3 separate regions of the Sus scrofa genome follow, and all the other regions are linked to region 1. Evidence: chromatin contacts called from public Hi-C and HiChIP or PLAC-seq data. All regions are on one chromosome and are shown on one strand. The core of a region is the stretch at or near the end of the contact, and the rest is flanking DNA. Distances in the headings are between cores, read along the strand shown. Region 1 has its middle 280 kb from the start of MTX2. Region 2 has its middle 370 kb from the start of MTX2. Region 3 overlaps LOC110257070 (a long non-coding RNA gene).

Region 1 (3,986 bases), core at 1,234-3,733:
AGAATTGAAAGAACTAAGCCCTATTATCTCAGTCAGAAGGGACTCTGTGCCAAGCTGCTCAGGAAGAGTGAACTATGTCCTCAAAGCTCCAGACAGCTGAGGCTGGCCTTGGGAATTGAGGTGGGGGAGGGTTTCAAGAGAAGACCCGTCACGGAAAAGTGAGTACTGGTGCCGAGCAATACAGTGTGTTGGCACCTGTAATTCCTTCATCACCCAGCTCAGCGCTCAATGTTTATTGAATTGAGTCTGTATCAGATTTACAACTGGACTTGGAGCAAACTCGGTCTGGGGTGTTAAAAGACAAGGCATCAAGTGAACTGTCAGTTATCTTTAATTTTACTCTTGCTGTCCTTCTAAATGAATGCCGTTGTCTTAAAAAATTAAGTAGTATTTACCCGTAAGATCACTGCAAAACCTCAGTGAAAGAATTCATGTAAAACAATGAACACAACCAGGGTATAGAGTTCAATAAATACATGTGATGATGATGATAATGACGATGGTGATGGTGATGATGGTGGTGAGGATACATGCCTTCTTCCCTTAGTCAAGGTGTCTGGGCTCAATAATTTAATAGTATAAAGGGACAGCATGAGGTATTTTTGGTAGTGATGGGACACTTCTGTATCTTGATTGCAGTAGCAGTTCATGCATTTATATATGTGATAAAATTACATAAAACTACACACACACAAAGAACTGAGTTCAGGTAAAACAGATGGACTCTAAATAAATTCTGCGGAGTATACCAATGTCAATTTCCTGGTTTTCACATTGTGTTATAGTTATGCAAGATGTTACCATTGGGAGAAACTGGATGAAGGTACAGAGTATTTTTTGCAACTTTTTATGAATTTATAATTATTTAAAAGTAAAAATTTTTAGAAATAAATGTTGGCAAGGACATGCAGAAAAGGGAATCCTTCTTCTCTGTTGGTGGGATACAAACTGGTGCAGCCACTATGGAAAACAGTGTGGAGGAAAAGTAAAAATAAGACTGCTATATGATCCAGCAATTCCACTCTTAGGTATATAGCTGAAAAAACAAGAACAAAAACAGTAACTCAAAAAGATACTTGCACTCCAATGTTCATAGTGACAATATTTACATTTGCCAAGACATGGAAACAACATAAGTGTCCATCAACAGATGAATGGATAAAGAAGACGTAGTGTATACAAACATACACCTACCTATACACACACAATGGAATACTACTCAGTCATAAAAAATGAACTTTTGCTATCTGCAGCAACATTATGCTAAGTGAAATAAGTCCGACAGAGAAAGATAAGTACTGTATAATCATTTACATGTAGAATCTAAAAAATACAACAAATTAGTGGATAAAACCAAGAAGTACACTTACAGGTAAAAAGAATAAACTAGTGGTTGAGGGGGGAGGGGTAATATAGGGTTGGGGAAGTGGAATGTACAAACCCCTGGGTGTAAGACAGGCTCAAGGACATATCGTAGAACACGGGGAATATAGCCAATATCTTGTAAAAACCATAAAGTAACCTTTCAAAATTGTATTAGAAATAAATAAAAGTTTTTTGTTTTTTGTCTTTTTAAGGCTGCACCGGCTGCATATGGAGTTTCCCAGGCTAGGGGTCCAATCGGAGCTGTAGCCACCAGCCTACACCACAGGCACAGCAACGTGGGATCCAAGCCGTGTCTGTGACCTACACCACAGCTCAGGGCAACACCAGACTGAGCCTTAACCCACTGAGCGAGGCCAGGGATCGAACCCATGTCCTCATGGATGCTAGTTGGGTTCATTAACCGCCGAGCCATGACAGGAACTCCAGTAAAATTTTTTTAAAAGGATTCATTTAAAAAGTTTTTGTAACCTCTGAAAGCTTTCATTAAAAATGTAGATGTTTTTATGTTTCCTCATTTATTGAAAAAATTCTTAACAGAAAGATTCTCACCTCTTCCTGGAGATTACTGTCATTAAAATGGAAACTATTTTTGCCCGTAAATGTGGTTCCAAGAGTTTGAGACAGATTTATGCAAATGGCTGATTTGTAATATCACTCATTTTAAAATATTTTACCTTTATATATACATTATAGGTGTTCAGTTTAAAATATTGCTGAGCAGCTGCCAACTTTTAAAGTTATAATAAAATCAAAGTGGCCATTACTAAGAGACCATGCAAAAGCCTACAAACCTGGAAGGCAGCTATGCTCACCATTCTACCACCAATGCAAAAGCCTACAAACCTGCACTAAGAAAATAGATAAAAAGCTCCAGTATGTTCTTAAGGAAAAATTATGCACTTGCCCCGTACCCCCAAATAATATGTTTTAGCTATTCATTATGAGGAATATCTCTTCCTGTGCATCCACAGAAAGATCTAAATTGCTCCTAAAGGAAATTTTATTTTCTGTAAAAAGCGGCTTAACTCGGAATGAAGGGGCTAATTTTTATTTGACCACTAGGTGTCGCTGTTGGTGGTGGCGTGGGCGGTAAGGCGGGGGAGGGGCCGTTGAAAGCCGTCTCAGAGGATTTGGTGGGGGACGGGTTGTGAGTCCCCTCCCCCCAACATAAAATTCTCACATTACTGCCCTTCTCGCTTTCTGTATTCAGAGGGACGACCGTCGAAAGGAAATAGGGAAGCACGAAGATACAGCTCTTGGAGAGTTTCCATACTCAGGGGCCGTCACACCACCAAAGGGGAAAGGGGATTCATATCCAACAAAAATGAACTACTAAAGACCAGTCCGTTTTAATAATTCCCTAACCACACAGCAGGAAAACAGAAAAATGTCAATTACTTCATGTTCCAGGAGGGAAGCATTCCTCACCGCTGTCTGCCCGGTGCTAAAGAAATGAGATGAATAATTTATATCACAAAGCGAAGTGAGGGTCCGCGTGCGTGAAGGGGATTTGAGGAAGGAGCTATCGCGGCCCGTCAGAAACACCGTCCGTGAGACTGCAAACAAAGCCAGTCGGAAAAGCCTTAGGAAGTTGAATGGATTTATTTTCCAGCAACTGTCAGCGAAGTCCGATTTAATTCTGGACTTGACCATAAGAAATGGGAACTTTTTCAAAGCCCGTGCGTGGAAAAGCAAACAATGAAAAAGAGATTTTCCTGGTGTTGTGCTTGGCCCAGACTCCAACGATAGCGGGATGGGTGGTGCCTGACTGGTCTCGGGAGGGGGATCGTCCTCCTCTTCAGAGTCCCCCCCCCCCCCCCCCCATCCCCTGGGCCTGCAGCCAGGCCGCAGGGTCAGAGGCCGGATCCCTGACTGGCGGCTGGCTGGGCTCATTGGCAGAGCTGCAAAGGAAACTGCTGTGTGCCAGTGCTATTTCAAGCAAGCGTCTCTAGCTGGAGCTGTTATTCTTTCACTTTCCGAAGAGGAAAAAATAAAGTTTGAGAAAACCAAGGAGTTGGAGGGGAGAGCCTGGCTGAGGAGTAAAAACCCCTAATGAGCGTCCAGAGGAGAATTTTTTAAAACAGAGGGAGAAGTTGAACCTCATGGCCCCCAACTTTTCATACTTGAAAATATTTCCTTATTCATTTGTTATAAACTAATGCATGAAATGATCATTTCTGTCTTCTGCTTTAGACATTTCTCAGAGCAGGGTTATTGGTTTAGCGTGAACTACATTCACTGGAAGCAAGTTGGTGCAATAATAATTTAATTAATTTTAAAAATGAGCAAAGTAAGAGGAAGGAACTAACATTGAGTGCTAACCATGTGCTAGCTATTACTCTCAGTGCTGTCTCAGTATTGACTCATTTAATCATCAAACCACCCTGTGAAGCAGATACTATTTTATTCCCATGATAGATGAGGAAACTGAGGCAGACGGAGGTCAAGTAGTTTGCCCAAGGTCACAGAGCCTGTAAGTGGCTCCTCGGTCACTCAGCAAGGCAACCACAACATCAGGACCAATACTTGGAGGTCTGACCCGGATCACCCCGTCTCTCCTTATTAAACCTTTTCCCATCTTGTGATTTGTGGAATGTCTC
Region 2 (4,261 bases), core at 1,264-3,763, 85 kb before region 1:
AGCCTTTGAAGTATTATTTAAATTGTCCTGGGTGGGCAGAAATTACTTATAAAATTGAACTGTCACTTTATAGTGTAATCAAAATTAATATGCTCTCTTGAATCCCACACTTGGGCATAAATTCCCTCAAGTAAAAATTCCCTGAAGTCCAATGCTGTGAAATTTGGAGGACTAAAATCTGAAGCCGCTTCTCTGTCCCATCTCTTGCAGTAAAAGGCAAAGACTACGAATCATCAGTAACACCCAGGATGAGGGAAGGAGCCTAAAGTCACTTTCTTGTAGTTCTTCAGCTACATTACAGAAATCATTTAAACAAGAGGGGTCAGAAAAAAGAAAAACTGCCTCATTTGCAAATGGAAAACTCTGTAAAAAGAGAAAAAAAAAGGGCTGCCCAAATAGTCTCAGGACATGAATTTTTCTTAAGGGATGGGTACTAGCCTCCAGACGCTCCTTTCAGAACCTAGAGCATCCTGTGCACACAGTAGACTACTAGAGCAGGCACTAAGTTTTGCCCGCGATTAGCACATGACATACAAAAGAACCAAATTGCTCCCTTGAAGTTGAAATCAAAGAGCTCTTGCGGGCAGCCTTAGGAACATCAGAACCCAAGCACACACACGTGTGGTGTGGAGGCAATCCAGAGAGAGGGGCACGCTTCCCAGGGCTTGTTTCAAACAACCACAGAGGACCAAATCCAAATGTGATGTGTTGGAACATGAGACACACGCGCGTGCGGGGATGCCCACGTGCGCACGCGCGCACACACACTTGTGAAAAATACTGCCAAAGTCCCTCAAAGCCAAAGTTTAGAAGAACACGTGCTCTGGATACAGCAACAGTCCTTTCAAAATCACTCCATTTACGGTTCCATTCCTCATCTCTTTGATCACTTTGGCACACGACTTAGGAAATAACAGAGAAAGAGAAATATGAAGCTGGAGACAGAAAATTTGATTATAAAACAAAGCCACCCACCTTGCTTTCAGGGTCAGGAAGTGCAATGGCCTTCTTTTGCAGCAAGAATGAACTTAACACCAGTGTGTTAAATGATCATATATCTATTTAAAAGAGAAGGAAATAGTTCTAAAAAAAAAAAAAAGAAAGAAAAGAAAAAGCTGCAATATCTGTCCTCAGGAAGTCTTAGCCAAAAAAATCAAAATAAAATAAAAGCAGCATACTGTGGTTCTTTGGTACAAGGCAGAAAGCAGAGTCCTCAAGTCACTATTCCCCTGTTTTGAGAAACAAAACAAAAAGCAACAGCAAAAGGTGCAGTTTGGCAGGAGGGGGGCAGTTCCTTAAAACGTATGGAGTCCTCCTGGGCCCCTCCCCATGCCTTCTCTCGGGCGTGGACTGGAGAAGTCGCACCGATCGACACCAGTGTCACCATCGGCTGCTTAAATGCCACAAAAGTACACTTAGAAATGAGAAGAAAGTGACTGACACGGATATGCTGAGCCAGCCCCACTGCCACTAGAACAGCCTTAAATGCCCACACAAGGAGAATAAAAAGAAAAGCACATTTTGCAATAGAATAAATTCTCTCTTTTTTTTTTTAAATTGAGACCGCAGAAAGTCACATGACCCTGCCTGTAGCCTTTTAGGAAAGCAACCGAAATGGTAAAGACGGACGCGGGGGGCTGCCTCCTTCCTGCAGCCGCCTCTCAGCCCGTCCTGCCGCGTGTCCGCATTCTTCTGGGCGCATCTGTGGAGCTATTAAGTGGGATAATCCCTCTGGCCTTTGATACATTTCTGGACATGATTATTTCATTACTCGCAGTATATCAGTAGGATCATAATAAAAAGGACTTCTGACAACCTGCCAAGAGTTTTGTGGCCTTGTAAACACAAAAGTGCTCTAATAAAATTTTATTAAGTGTTAAAAAGTCATAAAAAGTGAAATAACATAAACTACAAAATTTACTGTCCTCAGCAAATGCTGAAAATATCGTCCACAGTAAAATTAAATTAGCATGTAATAGACAGAGAAGCGGTGTGGAGTGGATTTAAAAGAGGATCCAGGGAAAATGACACTGTAACCCAATCTGGGTCACGGGGATTTAATTCGGATTCTTCTCCCTAAATGTGAATAAATGTGCTGATTACAGACAAGAGCTCCGGGGTTACTGGAGTCTCACACATTGTCAATACTTTGGAAGAAATAATATATTGCGGATTGTAATGAGCTGGGGAGACCCAGCGAACGTCGCGGGGAGCAGGCGAGGGGCAGGGCGGCCACTAGGGTGCGCTGCGAGACCGGGAATCCCCGCCCGGGCGCCCCCGCCGCCGCGCCGCCTGAAGCCGCGCGTAGGTCGGGCCCTCACCCTCCTCGAACTCGAATTTATGGTTCTTTCTCCCTCCCCTCCCCCCTTTTTCCCCTTTCCCCCTCTCCTGTGACATTTTCTCCAAATCGGAAAGTGATGTGCAAGCCGAGCTTTGCCGCAGGCGACCCTCGGTCTCCGCTTTCAGACTCGAGGTCTCTGGGTGGGATGCGCTGCCTGCAGCGACGCCGACCCGAGGGACCGGATGGGGCCCCCAGCGCCGCGCCGCGGACCGGACCTCTCCGCCGGCTGAGGCGGAGGAGCGCGCGAGGCCCACGTCCGGCTCCGCCCGAGGCGGCGGGGCGCTCGGAGCTCAGCGGGCCGCCTTCCTCGCCGCGGGTTCAAGGGCATCCCGGGGGCTGGATCCCGCAGCGCTGGGAGCGAGTTCTTCCCGGCTCAGACTCCTCTCCGGAGTCCGGCGCGCCCTGCCGCTCCCGGCACCCCTTCCCTGGCCCGCCTGTCCGCGCTGGGCCGCCGGCCTCCCGCAGGGATCCAGGAGCGCCCTCGCCGGCCCCGGCCCCGGGCCCACGAGTGCGGGCTCCCCCAAGTCCTACGTGGAGGCTCCGCCTGGAAAAGAAGTCCGACTTCCTCTCCACGCTGCTCCAAGTGGAATCTGAAATCGGCAGGAAATTGCTCGAGCACCCAGCCTGCGCCTTTGCAGTCAACCCTCGCTCTGCTGAAGAGAAGCAGCTCCCACCAAAGTCTTGCCTCCCCCTCCCCCCGAATGCCCCGCGCAGGTTTGTAAAGAGGGGTGCGAGGTCTGCAAAGTATTTGTCTTCGAAGGAGAAAAATGTCGGTGCCCAATGAAAGACGGGTGCTTTTTAGCTAGAGCTTACCAGCGGGCCACGTCTGGGTTTGCGGCCCCAAATGGTGTAAACGCTGCTGTACGAGGAGTCGATATCAGGAGTGTCTTAATTAGAATTTAGTGATATAGGAAATAAATGAGCAGTGACACATTTCGTGACATCATTTTTTCCTCAAAGATGCCCAGAGTTTTAAGCTGCATTTAAGAATGACCTACATTTTGCCAGAAAGTAAATCTTTTTAAGTAAACCGCTTGCTAAAGCCCAGAGAGGTAAGTGTAAGCTACCACCCGAGATCCTTTAGTTTTCTGTTGAGGCTTGTGCGGGTGACTAGGGTGAGGATGCCTTATATTTTTAATTTTCCAGATGGCCAGAGCATTTGATGTGTACGTGGTAAGGTAATGTTCAAGGCGAATGGAAGACCCGAGGACCTTTTGATAAGTAATGTTCACTTGACACTTTAGCCTAAAATAACTGTAATTAGTTTAAAGTGGGAATTAGAGCCCCGTGTTTTAGACTTTTTTTGGTCAGAAGCTATATGGGGAAAAGTGTTTTTTAACAATTTTTAAGCAACCCCCTTTACTGTCATTTGCAAAGTATCGAATTTGAAATAGCCTGGCCTGGAACTTGGAGCTAAACAGCAAACAATTTACATGTGATTTGACATTTGCTATTTAAAGGCTTTGAGAGCTAATAACAGAATTAAAAGGAATGGATATAAATAATAAAATTTCTTGTTGACTCTCCGGAGCCTGCCTAGGGGGGAGCGACAGATGACATGGTGGTGACTTTGAGCCATTCCCTGCAGACAGCAGTTGTGAATGTGGTCGGTCAGTGTTCCTTTGAAAAATGAAGGGCAAGTAGGTTTATGGAGCAAATCTAGAAACAAATATTTAACCACACAGGATTTTCGCAAGAGTCGAGACTAAAAGTTTTGTATTTTAAATTTAACAATAAACATTTCTTCATTGATTAATGAAATTCAAAAGGAAACTTTATGCTTGTATTATTTTGTTCTGTGTTCGTACTTCAGACTGAAGTTCATCTGTCCTTCAGGAAAAAATATTTTCATAGCTATTAAAAACATCAAGACTAGTACTTTCAACTTTCTTCAGGTAGCTATAGGATTGCTGTAATTTT
Region 3 (3,908 bases), core at 713-3,212, 93 kb after region 1:
TTTATCCCCACATATATTACTGTTGTAATGCTAAAATAAAATAATGTTTAGAAGTCTTTTAACGTTCTAAATCCTGTTTCTTTTGAATATTTGGAAGAAAAAAACAGGATAACTAACTCAGAGGGTCTGCCATGGATACCTGATCACCATGGATATGAACATAAATAATTTGGGGACAAGCCATGGTGTGCTAAGTGGCAGAATGGGGTGTATTAGACATGAACTCACTTCCTGGTTTGATCCTTGGTTCAGCCACAAGTCATTCGTGTGTGTTCAGATGGGCAGCTGGCTGCTCAGAGCCTCAGTTTCCTCATCTGTCACTTGGGGATCTTGACACTATTCCTACTTCACAGGGCAGCTGTGAGGATAAAATGAGATAGATACCCGATGTAAATACTCTGCTACTTAGCAGGTGCAATATTAACGGTGGCACAAAGAAGGAGAGGTGGTCTCTACAGAGACGGGGCAAGGAGGTGACCCTTGCTCTGGGGCCTGCAGGAGGTTTGGTTAACCCCAAGGTCTCTGGAGTCAGACTGCCCAGGGTTCTAATCCTAGAGTGATGGGGAATTTGGGTGACTGACTTCTCAGCAGCCTTATTTTCTTTACCTGTTAAATGGAGAGATTAAAAGTCCCTGCCTTTGGAATGTGATGAGAATTCAGGAAAAAAACTGGTATGTTATCTGTCTTCAGACAGTGGGTCTCCCATCAATGGTGGCTGTTACTCAAATTCTGGCCAGTAAGAGGAAACTGTGCCTGTGCTGAGCACTTTGCAAAATTGGTGAAAAGATAAGGTGCAAAACCACCTTCCAACCAGAGAGAGGCACACACATCATGATACCCTGTGAAAAAAGCACTAGGCTCCTAATAATAGTTCATTGTGGTCACATCGCACAACTGTCTTCTTTTTTTTTGGTCTTTTTGCTATTTCTTTGGGCCGCTTCTGCGGCATATGGAGGTTCCCAGGCTAGGGGTCTAATCGGAGCTGTAGCCACTGGCCTACGCCAGAGCCACAGCAACGCGGATCCGAGCCGCGTCTGCAACCTACACCACAGCTCACGGCAACGCCGGATCGTTAACCCACTGAGCAAGGCCAGGGATCGAACCCGCAACCTCATGGTTCCTAGTCGGATTTGTTAACCACTGCGCCACGACAGGAACTCCCCCACACAACTGTCTTCTAAGGGCTGTCACAGTTACTGAAGCCAAAGGCTTCCTTTCTGGAGCTGGTTGGAAAAGCCTTACAGAGAGCGTTAAAAATTGCTCTCTAACAATTTGGCTTTCCCCACGTCTCCCTACGGTGGACTCTCAGAAACTCCACTAAAACATTCATCATTAAACAAATTATAGTTTTCCATGACAATAGTATCAAAGCTGCAGGCACTATTCACCAGGACACTGAAGATGTGCTTTAGGTTCCGGAAGGAGGGGAAACCAATAGTCTCTGCGATCAAGAACTTGCCTTTGACCTCATCTTAGTTGGAGGGTTTGGGTGCCACTTGATCAGCTTCTTATCTTTCCCATTATATATCCCCATATTAATTAAAGTATGACCTCCTCAGCTACCATGGTTCTCAAACATCTGCATGATGCAGAATGATCCAGAGAGCTTGTGAAAGCCCTGACTGCTGGGTCTTACCCCAGAATTTCTTGCTCAGGAGGTCCGGCATGAGGCACTAGCAATCACATTTTCATCAATTTCCAGGTGAAGTAATGCTGCTGGCTAGAGACACACTTCGAGAACCAGTTACCTGCCCCAACGCACAGGCATTTGGAAAAAGAAATTGTTTAAGGCTGCCTTTCTTTTTAAAAGAATTCCGACAGTAGTAGAGCTACTTTCGGATAAAGTTCAATGCACACAGCTTAGGAAGTTTCTAAAGGGTGGACCTTCTGAGAGGCACTGAGTCAAGAGCTGATCGGTTGCAGCTGCTCTGATGAAATGTCCTATAATCAGCGGCTGCTTGTCTCCGCAGACCTCCCTTAGCACAAAGGGTTCCCAGCCCAGCTGCCTGCTCCCAGCTTCCTGGAGCAGACTGCAGCTGGCCCCACTTCCCTCTGCGAAGGGGACCCGTGGGTGTGGCGAGGATCTGAGCCCAGCGGACTTCCCCCCCCCCCGCCCCCACTTCCTCCCACCTCCTGATGTCAGCTCGCCTTGCCGGCCCTTGAGAGCAACTGCTGGAGGTTTGGTTGTCATGGTAACTGATCCTCCATCCACAGCGTGGTAGAGGAACCCGGGTGGAGGATTGATGGGTGGGCTACACCACTCCCCTTTCCCCAAATGATAAAAATGTTCACCACTGGGAAACCCTTCCTTTGGATTAAGCACTTTTCCATCCAAGAATCCCATCTTACCATGCAAACAGTCCTCAGGAGGAGCAGAGATTCCTTTATCACATGGAGACAGGTACCAGTCTCAGAGGAGAGATTACAGACCTCACCCATGAAGGGATGCTGATTTCAGCACTTTGCCTCCCATACAACTCTTCTGAAGTCCCACTGAGGTACTCTCTGAGGTTGGGGAGGAGACTGACCCTGCCTGCAACAGACTGAGGTTGGGATCAGGAGCTCTCGCTACACATGGCAATGTTTTTAAAACGTTACGACCAAAAGCTGAAGACTAGGAATGGTCACCAAGCAACTTATCAGTCTGCCTGTGGTGGAACTATGGAGAAATGAAGAAATGTCCTTTGCAATTGGAATCCTACTGAACAGCACAATCTGTTGATGTTCCAGGACAAATGCACCTTCATGTTTTTGTATTTTACTTTATATTTTATTTTACTATCATCTATTTTAAGATCTTGAATCAGGTTTTACATAAAAGGACTGAAGCCAGGATGTTTGGGAAATTAACAGATGATATTTAGCAAACATTTTGACGGGTCATAAAGAAACATCTGCAGCGGGTCTGGGACTAAGAGTTGTGTGTTGGGGAAAGGAGGCCTCTCTCCTGCAGCTGCATTAGGTTACTGGGTTGAGGGGAGCTGAGTTCAGAGCAGATGGTGGTGCAATTCAGGGACTTACCAGCAGGGGGAAACCTTTTGCAGTAAACTCTGTCCTTTTTTATAGCTTTGCTCCCTAGCAGCAGACTTCACAGATGATTGGCGTTTTGATTTCCCTAACCCTCTGCTTCCTCCTTCACAGCAGACACTCCCCTCTAGGAAGCTTTCCTCCCAGCTCTTATGAAAATGGACATTTTGATGAGAGGTGCCTCTTGTGGTGAGGATTAAAAGCAAAATCTGAAGAAGGAAGACAGTCAATGAAATTAAATAGATTACAAAGAAGGTTGACTATATACTCACAAAAGTTTAAAGATGGTCTCACTTGATTTTCACGCCTGACCCAAAGAGCATGAGGAATTCCTAGATTGTCTCATAAAAGTCAGAGTCAGTAGTGCACGTGGGCATCAGTGTAACACTGGCCTCCTGGTATTTCATCTCTCAAGGCTCAACTGTATTACTTGACAGACAGCCTGTGTTTGTGTAGAAAGCACCTCGTGTTCTCCCGGCAGTGCATAAATAATCACAATAAATAGTCCACTCATGAGCCAAAACAATTAGCCCTTTTATAAACAATCTTAAAACATCTTGGAAGTAACTAATACAGAAGTAGACCTCAGTGTCCTGCTCTCAAAACCAGGCTCCAGTATTGCCAGCCATTACTATTTAAACATTCTGAATAACGGATTTCTTTGTCACTTGAATAAAATTAGAAGGCTTAGTTCATTACACTCACACTTCACAGTTCTGGAGACACATTTGGGCAATATTCTCATTTTAAACTTGTTATGGATTTTGTATTTGATAGGTGCTTTTTCATTTTTCTTTTAAAGATTTTCTTGCTGGAGTCACTGTCTAGAAAGATTTCGCTGTTCACACTGGCTTTCTTCTGGGCCACATTTCAAAAGCCAG

The links. Hi-C and Micro-C count contacts between places; a contact is called where the count stands out from the background. HiChIP or PLAC-seq counts read pairs in DNA pulled down with a chosen protein or histone mark.
Region 2: an H3K27ac HiChIP or PLAC-seq map of skeletal muscle shows a contact between it and region 1. The contact joins two enhancer-like sites. A contact is called at or near these places in 14 of 47 Hi-C or Micro-C datasets (embryonic fibroblasts, epiblast stem cells, fetal heart ventricle and 6 more) and 1 of 2 datasets of contacts at active chromatin or transcription factors (skeletal muscle).
Region 3: a Hi-C map of skeletal muscle shows a contact between it and region 1, with 6 times the contacts expected there. The contact joins two enhancer-like sites. A contact is called at or near these places in 9 of 47 Hi-C or Micro-C datasets (alveolar macrophages, embryonic fibroblasts, fetal heart ventricle and 5 more) and 1 of 2 datasets of contacts at active chromatin or transcription factors (skeletal muscle).

Annotation. Positions count from the first base shown.
Region 1 is chr15:82,340,913-82,344,898 of Sscrofa11.1, reverse strand. No RefSeq gene overlaps it. Among named protein-coding and RNA genes, the nearest start is that of MTX2, 280 kb to the right of the region's middle. Within about 2 kb of position 2,483, at least 39 of the 83 cell types and tissues checked have an H3K27ac peak or open chromatin away from gene starts, as enhancers often do. A contact at or near this core is called in fetal skeletal muscle, retroperitoneal adipose tissue, skeletal muscle and 1 more, where this site is marked.
Region 2 is chr15:82,425,218-82,429,478 of Sscrofa11.1, reverse strand. No RefSeq gene overlaps it. Among named protein-coding and RNA genes, the nearest start is that of MTX2, 370 kb to the right of the region's middle. Within about 2 kb of position 2,513, at least 33 of the 83 cell types and tissues checked have an H3K27ac peak or open chromatin away from gene starts, as enhancers often do. A contact at or near this core is called in fetal skeletal muscle, retroperitoneal adipose tissue, skeletal muscle and 1 more, where this site is marked.
Region 3 is chr15:82,247,170-82,251,077 of Sscrofa11.1, reverse strand. All of the region lies in intron 2 of LOC110257070 (a long non-coding RNA gene), which reads right to left. Among named protein-coding and RNA genes, the nearest start is that of MTX2, 190 kb to the right of the region's middle. Within about 2 kb of position 1,962, at least 12 of the 83 cell types and tissues checked have an H3K27ac peak or open chromatin away from gene starts, as enhancers often do. A contact at or near this core is called in retroperitoneal adipose tissue, skeletal muscle and subcutaneous adipose tissue, where this site is marked.